Regions from separate parts of the Capra hircus genome. Here region 2 is linked to region 1. The links are chromatin contacts, called in public Hi-C maps. All regions are on one chromosome and are shown on one strand. The core of a region is the stretch at or near the end of the contact, and the rest is flanking DNA. Distances in the headings are between cores, read along the strand shown.

Region 1 (5,364 bases), core at 293-2,792:
TGAAGTAGCTATAAGTTATTTTTATAAATTATTTCCCTTTAACCTTTTTTCTATGATACGTTTAATATTCTGATGTTAGAGTTTCAGTTTTCTCTGTCACCCTACTCAAAGTTGTGTATACTTTTTCCTTCTCATTTCAGGTAGAAGAGGTCATTTCAGTGTTTTTTTGTAAGGCAGTTACAGTGTTGATGAACTCTCTCAGGTGTAGTTTGTCTGGGGGAAAGCCTTTATTTCTTCTTCATATTTGAATGATAATTTTGCTGAAAAGAATATTTTTGACTGGCAGTTTTTATCTTTCAGTATCATGTGTAGGATATGCCACTCCCTGCTGACCTGTAGAGTTTATTCTGAGAAACCTGCTAATAGCTTACTTTGTAAGTTAACATCTTCCCCCCACCCCCACCAACCCCTTCACCCCTTCACCCCCCCGCCCCCGCCATGGCTGGCTGCCTTTAAAATTCTTTCTCTGCCACTGAGTTTCAACAGGTTTAATATAATGTGTCTTGGAAAAGGTCTTTCTGCATGAGGTAATTAAATGTTCTCTTAGTTTCTTACATATCCAGTTCCTTCCCCAGTTTGGGGAAGTTCTCAGCTATTATTTCTTGAAATAAACTGTGTGTTCTTTTCTCCCTCTGGTTTCCTTCTGGTATACCCATTATCCTAATGTTGCCCTTCCTAATTGACTTAGATAGTCCTCATAGAAGTTCCTCATTTTTTGGTCTTAATTCCCTCCTTTTCTACCTGTATCATTTCTAGATTTCCATCTTCAAGCTTCCATATGGCCTGCTGTCTTTCCAGTACTTTCTTCGTCTCATTTGTTAAGTTCTTCAGCTCCAGAATTTCTTTTCTAGAGTTTCAATCACTTTTATAAAGTATTACTTCTGTTCACTAAGTTTATTCCTGAACACATTGAACTGCCTTTCTGAGTTTTCTTGAAGCTGGTTGAGTTTCTGTCTGACGCTTCATTTGAACGGTCTATCAAATCTCATTGTTCTGAGACTGAGTTTGGTTTCCGGAGAACATTCATTTTCTTTTTGTGATACCATGTTACCATGGTTCTTCATTGTGCTTGATGAGTTGTTCCCCTTCTGGCACATTTGAAGTACCAAACATCTTTCTTTTTTAGTAAAGCTTCCCGCAGCCCACCCTACTTGATTTTGATTCTAGGAATTCTACAGGTTAGAAATCAGAGGCCTTTCTCTAGGTTTTCAGTAGGTGGCGCTATAGCACAAATTTTGGTTTCTCTTACCTGCGCTGCCTCTGGTTGTATTTGAGAGTTGGCACTTTCCTTGTCATTTTCTCTGTTGTCATTGCGCCTCAGTGGTCTTTGGTGCCTTGATGCTGCTGGCATCGACGCTTGGGGCACAAGGATCACAGGCACTTCACCGCGTTTGGGATCTACCGAGGTGCAGGCTTTGTTACTGTGGGAGTAGGGGAGGGGGAAGGGGAGCTGGAGAGCAGGTATCTCTGCTGTGACCAGCATTGCTGGTTTCCAGGCAGCGCCACTGCGGGTAGGAGGAATGGTGCCTTTGGTTGTGAGCGCCACTGCAGCCAAAAGGCTGGTGGTTCGTGGACCACCTCCCCTGCTGCAGCTTCTCTGGGATTGCTGGCTCCGCCATAGCAGCAAAGCGGTGCAGGCAGTGATTCTGCCGTTGCCTGGATTCCACCTCCTGTTGGTGTTCCATTGTCTTTAGGTATAGACATGTGCAATTCTCCAACATCCTGGTCTGCTGGGCAGAGTTGAGTTATGGATGTTTTACTGGTTGTAGACTGAAGGAAGAGACAGAGGGAGCACTTGAACCATCATTAAACTGACGTCACTCTCTTTTTCCATGTTTTCTTTTAAAATTTTTATAGTTTTCACTCTTACATTTAGGTCTTTGATTCATTTCAAATTAATTTCTTCAGCTTCATTCTTTTGCATGTGAATATACAGTTTTCCAGAATCATTTCTTGAAAAGACTGTCCTTTCCCCTTTTAATCATCTCATAACCCTTGTCAAAAATCAGTTGTCCATATATTAATACATGTGACAGTCTATTTGAGAGGCTGTTTATTCCATTGATCTATTTGTCTATTGTAATGCCAATTACTTTGATTACTGTAGCTTTTTTTTTAATATTTATTTATTTATTTGGCTACACCAGGTCTTAACTGCAGCATGTGAGATCTTCGGTCTTCATTGCAGCATACAGGATTTTTTAGTTGCAGCATGTGGGATCTAGTTCCCTGACTGGGGCTTGAACAGGGGCCCTCTGCATTATGAGTGCAGAGTCTTAGCCACTGGCCCACCAGGGAAATCCCGATTACTGTAGCTTTGTAGTGAGTTTTGAACTTAAGAATCTTTCAACTCTGTTCTTTTTCAACTTTAACTATTCAGGGTCCCTTGAGATTCCATGAATCTTACAATAAGTTTTTCTATTCTGCAAAAAATAGTTTTGGAATTTTGATAGGAAACACAATGAGCCTGTGGATAGTATCATCATTTGTTCCTTACTAGTGTATAGATATGTAACTAATTTTTGTTGATTTTTGTATCCTACAATTTTGCTGAATTAGTTTATTTGCTCTGAATGTATGTCTGTGTTGTGGTCTTTTCAAGTTTACTATTTGTAAGATCGTGTAATCTGCCAACAGAGATAACTTTATAGGTTCCCTTCCAATTTGAGTGCTTTTGTTTCATTTTCTTACCTAATTGCTCTGGCTAGTACACTATATTAAACAGAAATGGAAACAGACATTCTTGTCTTATTCCTGATTTTAGGGGGAAAACTTTCTGCCTTTACCATTGAGTATGATGCTAACTGTGGGGTTTTCATATATAGCCTTTATCATATTGAAAAAGTGGTCTTGTATTCCTGCTTTATTGAGGTTTTTTTAAATCATGAAATGCTGTTGAATTTTGTCAAATGCTTCTTCTGATTCACATGAGTTGATCGTGTGAGTTTTGCCTCCTTCATTCTGTTATTGAGGTGTATTGCATTAATTGATTTTTATATGTTAAACTATCCTTATATCCCACTTGATCCTCACATTAAAATGTTGCTGAATTCAGTGCTAGTATTTTCTTGAGGATTTTTGCATTGATATTCATAAGGGATGTTGGGATATTGGTCTGTAGTTTTGTTTTCTTGTTGTTTCTTTGTCTGGCTTTGATATCAGAGTAATGCTGGCCAATAAATGAGTAAGAATCGAGCCCTCCTCTTCAACTTTTTGGAAAAGTTCGAGGACTGTTGTTAATTTTTCTTATGTGTTTGATAAAGAAGCCATCTGGTCTAGGGCTTTACTTTGTTGAAACATGTTTGATTACTGATTCAGTATCCTTGCTATTTAGAAATCTCTTGAGATCTTTTTTCATTTTTGTCAGTTTTGGTCGATTGTGTGTTTCTAGGAATTTGTCTATTTCATCTAAGTTAGCCTATTTTGGGTATACAAATTTTTCTTAGTATTCTTTTCTAATTCTTTTTATATATGTACAGTCTATACTATGTCCCAACTTGCGTTTCTGATTTTAGTAATTTGAGTCTCTAATCTTTTCCTTAGTCATTGTATCTAAAAGTCTGCCTAGTTTGTTGATCTTTTCAAAGGACCAAGATTGGTGTTTTTTATTTTCTCCAGTTTTTCCCCCCTCTATTTTTATTTATCTCTAATCTTTATATTTTAATCCTTCTGACAAATACATGGAACTTTTGAGTTTTTTAAATCTGTTAAATTATTGAGTAAAATAAAAATCATTGTCAGACATTAAATTTGGTTCAAATTTGGCTGATGTCCATTTGCAGCAGAGATGAATGGAGGGGAAGAGAAGACAGTGATGCTGGCAAGGGGACGCTGAGCAAGACTGCCTTCCTTTAATTGTAACAGCAGGCGTCACACAGCCAGAGTGGGTCACTTAGCACAGAGGGGGACGTGAAGTTTAATAATCAGTGATAAAACCAATGTAAGTGAGAATTTGGAAGAGAGGGGCCACAGTGTTCAGAGGACAAGATGCAGCGAGGCTGTGTGGAAAACAGCATTGGGTCCAGAACTGCTGGCTCATTCGGGGAACACTGGCCACAGCGTAGCCCTCTGTGGGGTGACTCGCTCCTGGGCATGCTTTCCACAGTAGATCTGATCCTCCACAAAGAAATGGCCCTTCTGTTTCAGACTGCTGCCATAGTTGGCGCACACATAACACTTGGGGTGGCTGTGACGCTCCCGCAGCTTCACCGACACGCTGACAGTGCTGGTGCCACACTTGTCACACGCGAGCAGCTTCCGGGCATTTCTAGTCAATGTAGCCCCTTTGGTGACTGGAGCCTTAACACTTCTGAGTCCTGAGAGCTTGTTGGGATCCCCTTTCTCCTCAGACTCTAGAATTTCCTGCAAAACCAGGAATGAAGTGGGCTGTCTCAGAGGCTCATTTAACTCCTGTTTCTCCAGAAGCATCTTGTAAACTTCAGACTCTTTGCCAAAGACAAGTCTGCTTGGAAGCTGAGGATGGTCTAAAGATGTGCTGTTCATCTGCCTGCTGGCTGCCTCTTTGACTCCAAGGCATTGTTACAGTTTTAGATATTTTCAGAGGAGTAGAAGCTAACTGGGTTGTTGCACTGGTTTGTGACGACCCTGGGGAAGAGCTGGAGGAAGGTGAGGTGGGAAAGGGCATAACTCTGGTTCGGGGTGCTTCCTTTGTATAGGATCTCTTGGGGTTCAGAGGCTAATTCATCTTGTATGAGTGATGTTTCCCTTCCTCTGTCACCAGAGGAGACCATATTTCTGTTCTGTTGCTACTGTGAGAGTCATGTTGTCTGTGCAGCCCTTGATTTTGTTCTGAGCTTCTAAGTACAACATACTGCTGCTGTTTTCCCCATCAATGGCTGTGGTTACATCTCCAACACAGACATTGGCTATTGCAGCCTTGGTTCCAGGAATGACCTGGGAAATGAGGAACACTTAGTTTGCTCTACTTTTTCTGATTCTCTATGATTTGAATGAAGTCTTTCTCCTTTATTGTCTCCTTTTTTTAAAATGTAGGCATTATAGCTTTAAATTTCCTTCTTATCACTGCTTTCACTGCTTTCCATAAGTTTCATACGTTGTATTTTCATTTGTCTCAAGGTATTTTCTAATTTTCCTTGCGGTAGCTTCTTTGAAATGTTGGTTGGAGTGTGTAGTGTAATTTCCACATATTTGTAAATTTTTCAGTTTTCCTTCTATTACTGATTTCTAGTTTCACTGTGATTGGAAAAGATACTTTGTATGATACGAGTCTTTTAAAATTAAGACTTTGTGTGGCCTAACATATGGTCTGTCCTAGAGAATGCTCCATGTGCACTTGAGAAAAATATCTCCTGCTGTTGTCAGGTGGGGTTTTTATGTCTATTA
Region 2 (5,030 bases), core at 1,852-4,351, 69 kb after region 1:
CCCCTTGAGAAAAAGAATGAGAAGGAACCCAGGACCACTGCAGGCTGCCCAGGGCCTTGAACTTCCAGAGCCCAGACAATCCTAAGCCCCGTCTCCCAGCCCATTCCTGTCAGCAGGGTGAGGCCAGGGGCAGAGTCAGGGAGAGGGCCTGGCAGTGGGGGCTCCCAGGACTGGCCTGGGGCAAAGAACTACATGTGAGCCCTCAACCCCAAGCAGAGGCCAGATCAGAGGTGTGTGTTGGGGGCAGGAAGGTAACAGGCCTGGTACGTGTGTGTGCACATGCTCACGCGGCAGCCACTGGGGTCCCTGCCATGGCCGCACAATTCTCTTTCCTTTGACTCAGCTCTGGACTGATTCCCACCCTTAGATGTGTCTCACCTTCAACCCTATTTCAGGCTGGGCTGGAAGGGCAGCCTGACTAGACAGATCGGGAAGCCCTCCAGGGTTGGCCTGGGCCTTCGGGTTGTCTCTACATTTTCCCTGTTACAAACATTCCATTTTCAACGTTCCTGAAGGATAAGGATTGTTACAAGAAACTCAGACAGCAGCCAATATCACAGAATGTTGGATGTTCTCCCTCCCCTCCCCCTCTTCAGTTCCACTCCCCGTGGAGGTGACCATCGGAGACAGCGGTTAATACCCTCTCAGAGTTATCCCTCACAGAAACAAAAATATGAGCCCACGGGACATTTTGTTCCCAGTGCACTGGCCTGCAGAGTTCCACAACTTCCCTTTTCACTCACTCATCAAGGCTTCGGAGGCATTTTGCCAGGTCAGCACACACAGAGCTGCTTTGCAGTCGAGAGGGCTGCTCAGAGACAGAACCCTGTCAAGATCTGGCAGGTAAGAACTATCGGTTTTTCCATATCTGCATGTCCCGGGCACTGTTCACAGCCTGAGCAAGACTCAGAGAGCCCTATGCTCAGAGTCCCTACCTTCCAGCTGTGCGGCCCTGGAGACGTCACTCAACCTGAGGGCCTGTCCGTGGTGCTGTGGGGATTAAGCAATCCTCTGTGTGGGAGGCTTGGCAGAGCACGAAGGGCACACAACTGTGCGAGCCACGACAGTCACCCCAGAAACAGACAAGCGAGGGGAGCAGTGGCTCAGCCTTCCGTGGGCTGGAGGCATGGAGCCGCTTCACCCCGCTTGTTTCCAGTTTTCCACAGCGTTCTCATTTATTCCACAAACAAGATCACTTTCCTCTTGATGCACTTATCAGATCACTACGTTTGGAGTGTTAGTCTGAAAAGAGGCTATTAGTCTGACCACTCTCTGTGGTCACCTCGGGCAGCACTTGGGGTCCCTGAACCTTGCCTCCTGTCTCTAAAATGGAGAAATGGAGAAATCAATCCCATCCCTCAGCTGCCTAGATGACAGGAGAAACTTCCTATAGAAGTGTAAACTGAGGTCTTGTGGACCTATGGGGAATTGTGTGGGGTACAGGCTGTGCCCCGCTAGAAGGTTCCCTCTTGTGAGGGCAGAAACACGGGCTCAGTAAATGCTAGCTGCATAATGAAGAAACCTGCTCACCTGACATAAGAAAATCAAAGCCCTGGGTCCCTAGAATATTTAGCAAATGGACAGAAGGGAAGAGGAAATGCTGATCACACCTACAGTGTGCCTCCTGCCTTCTCTCCTCTCCCTTCACTCTTTCCTCCTTCCCTCCCTCCTTTCCTCCTTTTATTCAACACACTGTCCTGACTTTTTTAGGGGAAGAAGAGATTAACAATGATACTGGCCGACAGCTCCTCATTATCACACACATTTTATGGTTTACAAAGCACTGTCACATGGTCACATGTTTCTCTTTTGACCACTGAAATTCAAATTGAACTAGGCCATCCAGTGTTTTGTCTGACAACCCTGGCTCCTACCCAGCCTCTAGGAGACCTCCCCTCAGCTCCTACAGGCCCAACCGACCCAGGGCCTCCCAGTGAGATAAACTCCCCTTCCTGGTTCATCTGGAGTTCATTGACCCTGAATATTCATTGGAAGGACTGATGCTGAAGCTGAAACTCCAATACTTTGGCCACTTGATGCAAAGAACAGACTCACTGGAAAAGACCCTGATGCTGGGAAAGATTGAAGGCAGGAGGAGAAGGGGACGACAGAGGATGAAATGGTTGGATGGCCTCACTGACTCGATGGACATGAGCTTAAGCAAGCTCTGGGAGTTGGTGACGGACAGGGAAGCCTGACGTGCTGCAGACCATGGGGTCGCAAAGAGTCGGACACGATTGAGCAACTGAACTGACATTGACCCAGGCTTCAGAAATGGCCCAAGCATCCCCCACCTGCCCACTGGCTGTGAAGAGAGCCCTGTGCCAGACTCTTCAGGGTGAGATGACCTGGCAGGGTCTGCCCTGGAGAACCTCAGTAGGAGAGAGAGGATGCATTCATGAGCAACACTGTTAACAGGTGGCAAGTGCCAAGTACATCCATGATGTGGAAACTGAGGTCTGAAAAAGAAGTTATACAGTCTAAGTGTGAAAGCCATGGTGTGATTTCTACACCACTTTCACTGCGCCTCTCTCTTTCTGAAATGTTCCCCTTCCCTCCTGCGCCCTCCTACCCCTTCTCCTTCCCAGGCTTCCCTCTAGACCACCATCAGTACCCTGAATGCTTGGTTCTCAGTGCTTCCCCTCCTGGGGGGCCACTCGTTCTCTCTTTCAACCAGTGTTTCATCAAGCGTCTTTGGTGTGTCAAGCCCTGGGCTGGACCACTGAGATCACCATGTGGGTCCTGACCCAGCAAGAACAGCGGCCTGTCCTCTCTCCACCCTTCTTCCCTCCCGCCTTGCCTTGCCTGCCTGCCTTCCTTTCTCCCTCCCTCCTTTCTTCTCTCTTTCCTTTCTCCACTCCTCCCCACCTCCCTCCCTCCAGTCCAGTACTTCCTGCCCACCGCCTAAGTGCCTCTGAGCCCCTTGCTCTCATGGGGCTTTCAGGAAGACCCCTCGCTGTCACAGAGGAGGGGATGTACCCTCGGTTTTCTCTCGTTTAGTTTCAGAGCAAAGAAAGAGAACCTCTAACCGGAATGAAACGCAGGGCGTTTTCCTCCTGGTGGCGGAGAATCATTTCACAAGCCAGCGCGCCCTCTGGTGGCCAGAGTCGGGGCCCGGCCGTGGTTGCGTTACCCCGATGAGCTCAGGAGGCTGGGCTTCCCGCGGCATCGCTCCGCCCCCGCTCCGCGGCCCCGCTCTCCCGGCCCCCAGGTGCCGCCCTCCCGCGGGGTGTCCCCCTCCGAGACCACCTTCTCCTGGAGCCTTCCGCCCCAGCCCACCTCAATTCGAGAGTTAAAGGCGGCACTCGTACTTGGAGCTTCCCACGTTACAACAGTGATGCGCTCCCACGGAACTGGAACCAAGGGTTCACCCAGGCAGACCCTGCCAGGTCGTCTCACCCCCCAGTCTGGCACGGGGCTCTCTTCACAGCGGTTGGGCCAGGGGTCGGAGGTGGGGGTTGCTCGGGCCATTTCTGAAGCCCGGATCAATGAATTCCAGATAAACCAGGAACCAGCTGGGACGACCTGGGCTTGCTGGAGCTGAAAGGAAGTCTCTCAGAGGCTGGGTATTAGGTTGTCAGATAATACACAGGACATCTCAGTTAAATTTTAATTTCAGATAAACATAAATGAAAAAAACTTTTTTTTTCCTTTTGTTTGTTTAAGTCCCGAATACTGGAAAATCCCATGGATGGAGGAGCCTGATAGGCTGCAGTCCATGCTAAGGGTCGGACACGACTGAGCAACTTCCCTTTCACTTTTCACTTTCATGCATTGGAGAAGGAAATGGCAACCCACTCCAGTGTTCTTGCCTGGAAAATCCCAGGGGCGGGGGAGCCTGGTGGGCTGCCGTCATGGGGTCGCACAGAGTCGGACACGACTGAAGTAACTTAGCAGCAGCAGCAGCAAATACTGTAGGGTGCACACATACTTAAGCTAAAAACTGTTTTTGTTGTTCGTTTGAAATTTGAATTTAAGTGATGTCCTGCAATTTATTTGCTAAATCTGGCGCCCTTACTGAGTGTAATGGCCCTATGGAGCCCATCTTAACAAGGAGGGGGCAAACTGCAGGGAGGCTGGGCAGGCAGGTTCCCAGAGGAGCCTGGGGCAGGCCAGGTGTGGGGTGGAGGGCAGTGGTCTGAGTCTAAATCCTGCTTGGGACCACAGAGACCAGTAATACAAACTTCATATTTTTACATGGAATTTACATCCACATCATGGTGGTGAGGTGTGGGTGACAACAAGGAGAGCCTTGTCTGTTCTCAAGGTTCTGCTCAAATGCTGACCTTTGCAACCCGGGCCCTGCTTCCCTGGGACTGTAATCACACATGCATTAGCAACATTGTTACCAGCCAAATACAGATAGACTTTACCCACCTGAAATTTGAGGACTGAAAAAAAAGTTATACAAGGTAAAAGCATAAGCCCTACCATTCCTCCACCACTTTCCTCTTTCCTCTCTCTTCCTGAAGCTTCCCCTCGTTCCTGTCCCCTCCCACCAGTTGGCCCTCCCTTCAACATCTTCAAACTTGTGTCTGCAGGGCACACCAGCACTTACCACAACCAAAAGCACCTAGAGGGTATCAACAATTGGTGTGAACCGAATGGATGTCAAGAGGGAAAGTTGCAACCTGGGAGGGCTACCTCCAAGCCTACCTCGTAAGGTAGGTAATTGGTGTCAAGTCCCTAGAATGATGCCTCGCAACCCAGTCAGTGCTCTGTAAGCCTCAGTGCTTTCTTCCATGACAACTGTTAAAACACTGATTCCTGGGGGGTGTAGCCACTCATTTTTCTCCTGGAATGATATTGCATTCCACTGTTTTCCCACCTTTGATGGCACTCTTTCACAAGACATTTTGGGGATATTTCCTTTGCTTTCTGAACAGAGGTTCAGGTGAGTCTTGAGAGCACAGTGTGATCTCACATTCCCTCAGAGAAACAATCTCTTGGCCTCATTTCCCGTGACCATGGCCGAGCATCTATGTTCCTAGCAGTATTAGAGCTCATTTATAATGATTTACAGTAATTAT

What was found. Hi-C and Micro-C count contacts between places; a contact is called where the count stands out from the background.
Region 2: a contact with region 1 is called in a Hi-C map of liver, with 4 times the contacts expected there. The contact joins two enhancer-like sites. A contact is called at or near these places in 3 of 5 Hi-C or Micro-C datasets (blood and liver).

What each region holds. Positions count from the first base shown.
Region 1 is chr18:21,783,754-21,789,117 of ARS1.2, forward strand. The region is part of intron 7 of NETO2 (neuropilin and tolloid-like protein 2); the gene reads left to right. It also overlaps the pseudogene LOC106503095. Among named protein-coding and RNA genes, the nearest start is that of NETO2, 52 kb to the left of the region's middle. Within about 2 kb of position 1,543, at least 1 of the 5 cell types and tissues checked has an H3K27ac peak or open chromatin away from gene starts, as enhancers often do.
Region 2 is chr18:21,851,505-21,856,534 of ARS1.2, forward strand. It overlaps a transcript of LOC108637964 not described here. Among named protein-coding and RNA genes, the nearest start is that of DNAJA2, 45 kb to the right of the region's middle. Within about 2 kb of position 3,102, at least 2 of the 5 cell types and tissues checked have an H3K27ac peak or open chromatin away from gene starts, as enhancers often do.